Regions from separate parts of the Mus musculus genome. Here all the other regions are linked to region 1. A link is a contact called in public HiChIP or PLAC-seq data. All regions are on one chromosome and are shown on one strand. The core of a region is the stretch at or near the end of the contact, and the rest is flanking DNA. Distances in the headings are between cores, read along the strand shown.

What was found. HiChIP or PLAC-seq counts read pairs in DNA pulled down with a chosen protein or histone mark.
Region 2: a contact with region 1 is called in an H3K4me3 HiChIP or PLAC-seq map of bone marrow-derived macrophages, with 4 times the contacts expected there. The contact joins the promoter of Rhoj here to the enhancer-like site in region 1. A contact is called at or near these places in 5 of 484 Hi-C or Micro-C datasets (bone marrow-derived macrophages, double positive thymocytes, mammary gland and 1 more), 2 of 115 datasets of contacts at active chromatin or transcription factors (bone marrow-derived macrophages and large pre-B cells) and 2 of 9 other capture datasets (adipose tissue and pancreatic islet).
Region 3: a contact with region 1 is called in an H3K4me3 HiChIP or PLAC-seq map of bone marrow-derived macrophages, with 2.9 times the contacts expected there. The contact joins the promoter of Ppp2r5e here to the enhancer-like site in region 1. A contact is called at or near these places in 4 of 39 promoter capture datasets (the C10 cell line, the HPC-7 cell line, HPC-7-derived erythroid cells and 1 more), 1 of 15 datasets of contacts at CTCF or cohesin (the NIH/3T3 cell line), 9 of 484 Hi-C or Micro-C datasets (the C2C12 cell line, CD4 T cells, DN3 thymocytes and 5 more), 19 of 115 datasets of contacts at active chromatin or transcription factors (bone marrow-derived macrophages, embryonic forebrain, embryonic hindbrain and 8 more) and 4 of 9 other capture datasets (adipose tissue, embryonic stem cells, liver and 1 more).

The regions. Positions count from the first base shown.
Region 1 is chr12:75,448,575-75,451,304 of GRCm38.p6, forward strand. It overlaps Ppp2r5e (protein phosphatase 2, regulatory subunit B', epsilon), which reads right to left. Exons shown (of 14, transcript NM_012024.3): 14 at 889-2,730. Among named protein-coding and RNA genes, the nearest start is that of Gphb5, 33 kb to the left of the region's middle. Within about 2 kb of position 1,332, at least 74 of the 459 cell types and tissues checked have an H3K27ac peak or open chromatin away from gene starts, as enhancers often do. A contact at or near this core is called in DN3 thymocytes, adipose tissue, bone marrow-derived macrophages and 2 more, where this site is marked.
Region 2 is chr12:75,306,970-75,309,699 of GRCm38.p6, forward strand. It overlaps Rhoj (ras homolog family member J), which reads left to right and starts at 1,344. Exons shown (of 5, transcript NM_023275.2): 1 at 1,344-2,032. The coding sequence starts at 1,855.
Region 3 is chr12:75,594,878-75,597,607 of GRCm38.p6, forward strand. It overlaps Ppp2r5e (protein phosphatase 2, regulatory subunit B', epsilon), which reads right to left and starts at 1,355. Exons shown (of 14, transcript NM_012024.3): 1 at 758-1,355.

The DNA of each region.
Region 1 (2,730 bases), core at 82-2,581:
AACCCCATTACAAAAACTAGAAGCTCGCCGGGCGTGGTGGCTCACGCCTTTAATCCCAGCACTCGGGAGGCAGAGGCAGGCGGATTTCTGAGTTCAAGGCCAGCCTAGTCTACCAAGTGAGTTCCAGGACAGCCAGGGTTACACAGAGAAACCCTGTCTCAAAAAAACCAAACCAAACCAAACACCAAACTGGAAGCTCACAGTGGAAAACAATGGATCTAGATTCCCACTCAACAACCTACATACAAATAACCCAACTATACATGGAACATCCTAGCTCCAGGTGACTCTAAAACGTGACATGCTCCAATTCGCCATGAGAGCAAATTCCACAGAAGGCAAATACTGCAAAGAAAGGACTCCATGGCAGCTTTAGGAGGAGTACAAATGACCTCCCACTCTTCTGAGCAGGCTCTGCGACTGCTTGACCAGCAGGAAGTGGTGAAACAGTTGCTATCAGTCTCTGGAGCCAGGCCTCAAAGGATGGGTAGTTTTCACTTCCAGTTGCCACAGGGTGGTCCAATGAGGAAGTCCTGAGAGGAAGAAATGGGACATCTGGCAGCACTCCAGGCCACGGGCAGCATAAACTCCGCCAGCCCTGCTGAAGTGAATCTGCTCCTCCTTTAGATATTCCTCGTCACACTAAAGGACCAGACGGAATATTCTCACCAGTCCTACCCCATGCTGCAGCCTGGGAGGCAGAATAAGTGGAACACTGTTATAGTGATAGCCACTGGGCCACTCCCTAGACCCCTAGACATAACGTTTCTCAAAACTGAAACCTGGTAACACTCACCCCACACACACATCTCAAAACTCAGTTCAACATTATTAGTATGACCCAAAAGGCCACAGGGTCGACAATAAAGACAAGCAGCCAGGCACCTGCACCCTTCAGTGCTTATTTATTAGGGACACCCACAGTACAGAATCTCACATAGCTGTCAACGGGAGGATTACATTGCTTTGGGGAGCACCTCTGCTTAGTCTGTAACCACTTTTGAGAGAGTATATTATTTTCAAAGATGAACGCTTATTTCCAAGTGTGTAAGCTGCCACCTGCATCCTGCTGTTTGAAACGGAAGAAGTCTGGTTCAACAGGGGCTGGAAGTGTCTTGGGTAATTTTTTACTTTGAAGTGGATCAGAAGGCTTCCCTGCCTGGCTAAACCAGTCTGTCATTTTTCATATGCAACTTTTCATATTGTTTCATTTTCACATCTATGCACCAACGGATGTTTTGAAAACTTAAGAAAAACACTCATCCACAGCTAACACTGTGGCTTCCTAGCGGGGGGAAAAATGAACGTGTGCTGCCCTCTCCTGCCACAACAATGAAATGAGGGAGAGGAGAGGCTGGAGCTGAGATGAAACCCTCAGGCCTGAGGAGATGGGCATGCCATTCTCATTACACTCCAATCAAAAGCCAGACAACAAGAAAACGTGTTGGTAATATTTATATTTGAAATTTCCCCATTGATACATGAGGTTTAGATTACAACTTATTTACAGTAAGTGATTTAAAAAAAAAAAGGGATGGGTTGAGAAAGAAAGAAAATGGAGGAGAGGATGGGGGAAGGGAGGGGAGGAAAGGAAACCTAGGCTCACAGACGTCATAGCACGGGGCGTTGGTTTCCAGGAGACGCTACAGCTGGCCGCTCTCGTGCACAAGCGGCAGACAAATGGAACATTCCGCTGGCTCAAGCTCCGCTCACCCTCCTCTCGGACGCACACCCCTTCTTTCAGGTTCTCAAAAGTAAACATAGAGGAGTATAAAATGCGTTGCCAATATTACTTATTACAAAAGTCCTTTATGGCTCCTCCCTAACTCCACGAAGAGAAGCAGCTGAGCCAGAATACAAAAATAAAATATTCATGTGCAAATAAAATGTCACGGATCATATCTCCTGTTGCCTTTCTGAGACAGGTGACCGTCACTTTGTGGGAATGTTGGCTAATAACATCAAAGGAGAGCGGCTCTTCCTTTCCTGGGCCAGGTCAGTGTATCAATTAAAATGGAAAAACAAAGCAAGAAGACCTTCGGAATACTTAGTGATGTTGATACCAGCCTCCCATCCACACACCACTCCCCGGCTCCATCCCTAAAATAAAGTCTACTTTATTTCCCTTTCCATAAAGTGATTGAGCCTAGGGTTATGTGTTCAGTATAGGAGGTGTGATGACAAGTGCTCCCTAGGTCTGCACCTTGGACTGCCGCACGCACGGGAGATACAGAGCCAGCGCGATCCTGCCACTTAGGGAAAGAGCCCAAGGAGGAGGGAGGGGCTTATCCCTGCATCCAGTCACATTCAGGGGTTATTCATTTACTTTTTATTTTCTTTTATTAAAAAAAAACAGTCAATGTCAGGAAGAGCAAAATATAATCAAAACCACAGCGGACAATAACTAAACAGTGATGAAGGAGCACTGGGGCCTGGGCACAATGAGGAGTGGACGCTTGATCCAGAGGAGACGGTCACTTCGCTCACACAGCTGCTGCAGGCTGCAACCTGCAACCTCGGCATCATTCTAAATCACAGGGTTATATTTTAATTTTTTTATTCCAAGGACATTCTTAGTCCCATCCCTGAAACCAATATGGTAGGGATAAGGTTGAAGTGGTCACCACTCACTAACTACAATATTTGCTATTGAAAAAATATATTTATATATAGTTCTGGAAACTATGAAGCAAACAAAATATAACACAGAGCTGAGTTTGTCACAGTTAA
Region 2 (2,730 bases), core at 94-2,593, 140 kb before region 1:
GGAGAAAAAGGAGGAGGAAAGGAAGGAAGGAGGAAAAGAAGAGGGAAGAGGAAAAGGAGGAGGAAGAAGAAGAAAGAAAGAGAGAGAGAGAGAGAGAGAGAAAGAAAGAAAGAAAGAACGAAAGGAAGGAAGGAAGGAAGGAAGGAAGGAAGGAAGGAAGGAAGGAAGGAAGGAAGAAAGAGAAAGTTATTTCGAATTCTGAACTTTGGGGATTATTGTTATGGTAACATAACATCCCTGATACACTCTATACCTAATTGAAATGTTTTTCTTTCATAGGAAAGAAATGTTGGGGCACCAAGCATCATGGCAAGTTTTACTCTATTCAAAACAGAAGAGGTGTGGACTCTGTACCTTGACAGCATGCACATGAGTTGTAGGTACCTAAGTTACTGACAGTCACTAAAGCTGACTTTTCCCCGTCCCGGCCACAGTGAAACCGCTCAAAGCCCTTAGATAATCTGCAATCTTCAAAATCTCATAGGAAAGCAAAGGGTTTTTTTTACTTTAACCCATTCGTCAAAATCATTTGTAGGTTCACGTTGTCCATTATCAAATGGGGCTTCGTTCTCAGGCACCAAACTGGCTGCTATGCGCCTGTGTCATTGAGGAGAGCTGGGCCTACCCAGGGGGAGATGATTCGAAGAAAAGGAGAAGCCTCTATGCATACACAGCATTAGAGACTCTAACCAAGCCAAAAGGCCACACTATGTGCCTCTCTCTCTCACTTCCAAAAGTGTGAGTCCTGAGCTCAGCATATCTGATTGAGCCCAATATCTGATTGATTTCCTCTGTTTAAAAAAAAATCATTGGGGTTGTTTTGGGGAGTCTGAAATGTATATTTGAGCATTGTGCTCAAACACAGACTTGTAAACTTGGTCACTCATAATATACCTACAACCTGCACAACGTTCCCCCCTCTTCAAAATCGTGTGACTCTGGAAGATTTCCTTCCTTGTTGCGGAAAAGAATTGCTTGAGATTCTCGTTTAAGGGAAAAAAAAACTGTCGATTTGAACTGGTGAGTCAGGGAGGGAGGATGACGTCATATGTTAGCCTGCAATCCCTATGAGGTCCTCTCAGCTCCCTCAAGCTCTCAAACTCAGTCCTCTCCCTAGTTTCCGCGGCAGACACTGCTCCCCGGGTTCCATCCTTTCTTCTTTGGCTTCTTCCCAGCCACAAGCCAGCAGCCTGGCTAGCTAGCAGGGGATAAAGCAGGAAGTTTGACAGCTTAAGCTGGCTGCAGGACCCCTAGTGTTTTCCCCTCTCCGTGTCCTGGCCTGGTTCCCCAGAAGTCCAAACACACGCACAGAGCCCCATTGTTGCCGCCTTCCCCGGCCCACTGATCCTAATATGGAATGCAGCAGGAAACCCACGATTTCCTGACACTCGGCAAGCTGGAGGAAGCGAGGGGGGGGAAACTCCGTTTAAAAGCCCTTCTCTCCTCCATATTAGTTGTGTGGTGGAAAACCGGGCAGGAGTTATCCAAATCCCACCGTGTCATTAGCCAGGCTGGGGATGGGGAGGGTAGAGTGAGATTCTCACGGGCTGCTGATATTTCTAGACTGCCAGGAAGTCCCGGGAAGTCTATGGACATGAGAGTTTCTTAACTCCAGCTCTACCCCCAACTCCACTTCTCCGTTGGGATTGGGAGAAAGGGACAGACCCTTTTCATCCCTCCTCCCAAGAGTGCCTTCCTTCTCCAGCATGGTGAGCTGCGGGGCTCGAGTGTGTCTGGGCTGTGCCTGGGAGAGCCCGGCCAGCCAGAGTCAGGCCGCCTGAGCTCCAGCCTGGGGCCGGTGCCACCGCTCCATGCACTGCAGAAGCCCCAGCAGCTGCTGCGGGAGCCGCCAACATGAGCTGCAGAGAGAGGACCGACAGCAGCTGCGGCTGCAATGGACATGAGGAGAACAGGATCCTGAAGTGCGTGGTGGTCGGGGACGGCGCGGTGGGGAAGACCTGCTTGCTGATGAGCTACGCCAACGACGCCTTCCCAGAGGAATACGTGCCCACTGTGTTTGACCACTACGCAGGTAGGAAAGCGTGGGGACCAACTCCGTCTAGATGAGCGGTGGGGTTCTGGGCACAGCTACCTAGCGTTCAGAGGGACCTGGCTTTCGCCAGAAAGTCACAGACTGATGTGGATCTGGCAGGTACCAGGTAACTCCATCAAGAATGGTGCTAGGATCCTGCGGAGACCCTGTACATCCATTCACATGCTTCTCCTATTGAAACAAATGTGCAATCCTGGGGAAATATCCTCCAGAAATGTTTCTCAACATTTTTGCCTAAACTTTCTTCAACTTTTCACGGTAATTATTTTTTTTTGAAGTGTAGTGTATTGCAAAATATTCCATTTTAAAAAAATCACCGCTAGACACATGGAAAGTGTTCTACTCTCTAAACTTTTTCTACTCCATGCTAGTCATGATCAAACGGCTAATAGAACCAGCTAATAAAACCTTCTTTTTTTTTTTTCCTGGATTACTTGGGGCTTAAATTTTGTACTTTCACTCTTCTGGGATGGTAGATAAGGAGAAAAGTGTCCCACGCTTTTAAATACTAAGTGGAAAATTAAGTAAAAGATGGCTATGTTTTTTAAAGTAAAAAATTCAAATGCAATTAAATCGTTTTCAACTATGTCCTGAAAAGACAAATTTGAGTATCTAGTATTTTAAACCGTGATCACCCCGATGCTGTAGTCACAACTTAATCCTTTCAGGGGAGTTTT
Region 3 (2,730 bases), core at 105-2,604, 150 kb after region 1:
ATAAATACTATCGAAAATGTCAGACCTCAGCAAGAAGTTCCACATCGCACTGGTATGCTGTAAATTTAGGGACGAATATTACAATTTCATCTGGGAATTATTTAGATTTCACTCTAACCCTAGCAACACAGATTTCTGTAAGCCTCGTTCCCCCCATCCCTCATTCTGTCTCTATTTCTCTTCTCTCATCTCTAACGATGATCTATAGGCAGCTTTCTTTTTCATCATTTGCCTCTTATGCGCGCAGCTCTGAATAAAATGTCAAGGATCTCAACTCAAAGCATTGCAGAAATGATGGTAACAGCGGGGTCCCTGCAAAGCCCAGGGAAACAGGTTTCACCTGGGCCACTGCACCCAAAGCGTTAGCATTCTCTAAAGAGCACACTACTGGGGCTTTTCCAAGGGGGAGGTATGAAAACAGGGAAGTGGCCTGTTTGTCTGCAGGTATGTTCACATAAACCCCAAGCCCTGGAGAAGCTGCGCGGCCACGGAATCTTCCTCCCTGCTCCCCCGCCCCCGCCGGGGGGGGGGCAAGAAAACGCCTCAAAAGAGGGAGGAAAAGGAGCCGGCGAGGCCGAGGAGAAGAGAGGTGCTGGCCTCCAAAGCCTCTGCAGGTAGATCAGACAAGTGGGCCGGGCGCTTGCTCCCGCTCCCCCCACCCCGCCGCACCCCTCAGCTGCCTGGGCCCGGCCTTCCCGAGCCCGCCGCTCCGCGGGTTCCCCGGGAGGCAAGCCGCGGGACCCGAAGCTGAAGTTACCTTGAAGCTCCTGGGAAAGAATCGGAAGATGATCTGTGGCTGCGCGGAGTGGGCTGCGAGCTAGGGGCCGCGGCGGGGGCGGGCGACGGCCCGGGACGCACGGGGGGAGGTCCAGGCAGCGGCGGAGAGCCCCGGGCTACTACGGCCGTCCGGGGCGACGTCCCTCCGGTTCCGCGGTAGCGGCAGTGTTTCTAGGCCTCTCGGCTGGCCCCTAACCTCAGCGCTCCGGCAGTGGCAGCGGCGGCCTCACGAGCCTCCCCCGCGGGCCCGTCCCATCAAATCGGCACCGACCCGGTTGCGGCGCGGCCGGTGGCTCTTCGTTCACATTCCCGGCGGGCGGCGCCTCTGCTCGTTGCACCGGACCCGGCGGCGGTGGTGGCGGCGGCGGCGGCGGCGGCGACGCGGGGAGGGGGAGGAGGGAGGAAGCCTGGATTTGCAGCGGCAGCAAGCGCGGGAGTCGGGAGGAAGAGTTGGAGCCGCCTGAGCCGCCGCTGCCAGAGCCGCCGTTCGCTACCCGCGCAGGGTCCCCGTCAATGCCCCTTTCTCTCTCCTATTGTCAATATCACCGGGCGGCTGAGTCCATGGCACAGGCGCAACCGAACCTCCTGGCTAGCAGAGCCCGCCTCCGACGCCCGCCCACTGGAGACTTCAAACGGGAAGCGAGACTTCATTGGCCGGCGCGCGCCTTCACTCCCAGGCCAGCACGTTCGGCTGAGAGCTGGTCGGGGATTGGCGGCGCGGGGGGGCGGGGAAACAGGAGGGTGTGAAGGGACGGGGCCCTCGATTGGGCGAGGCGCGGGGGACCCGGATGCTACCGTGAGCTCGGGCGACCGGGCCGCCGTTTCCGCCAGGGCGCCTGAAGTGGGGGTACTGCGGCGTCTGCTAGGCCTGAGGAGAGCTCGGCGGGCGCGCCCGAGACTGGAGCTTCCGCCAGGCGGAACCCTGTGGACCGCGAGCGTCTTCACCCGGGTATCCGAAGGCCACAGGGCGGCCGTCCTGGTGCCTCACGGTTCAGCCCGCAAGCCCCACTCCGCACGGAACCCACGGCCCCCTGAGCCCTGTGTAAACGCGGCCATGGAAGCCGGCAGAAAAATACCCCAGTGGCTGTCCTTCGCTCAACTCGTGGGAGGCCTGGCCACCGGTTGGACTCTCACCTGGTCCCCCCAAAAGCCAGTTCTGAATATCAGCTCTCTGATGCCCCTGCCAGGCTCGGCGGGGGCCCGCGCTCCGGGAGTTAATGCAGATGGCAACTCTGCAGTCTCCCATTCAGAATACCCGCATTCGCCCTTTCAGGACTCCGAAATACCCAGCCCCCAACTCGACAGATTTTAATTGATAGTTTGAGTCTGAGTTTAAACAGAAGACTTACCTCTATCTAGAACGAGGACGAAAATACATACATGTTTTTGCATCATTGGTGAACCCTAGGCCAAATGGTACGTTTCCAAAGAATATTCTTAGACCATCAATCAATTTGAATGCAGGCTACGTACAATAGTTAAAAGAAGAAAAAAATACTAACTACAAAGATCAAACTACCAGCTGCTCAAAATTTGGAAATCTGGGAGGGGAAATACAGGAGAAATAATATTATAATCCATAAACCCAAAATAACCAGTCATTTTGATGTAGTTTTAGTATTATATTTCATATATGTATATACACACAAGTATATATATATATATGTATATATATATGTATGTATACATACATACACACATGTATGTATATTCTTTTTCAAACTCAAAATGCTTCATCCTGTAGCCGAGTTTTTCCTCTCAGTATCATGTCATGTTCTGTACAGTTAAGGAATATACATTTATAAAGCTCTCTGTATCATACCCACAAGTGCTAACCATGCGTTTGCGTTTCTGGTTTGTTGCAAATTTCTATCCTGTTGGGTAGAAAAATAATTCTGTACTATGAAAGAGAATGTTACTGCCCTGAACTGAAATGGGAAAGATGGCTTATAC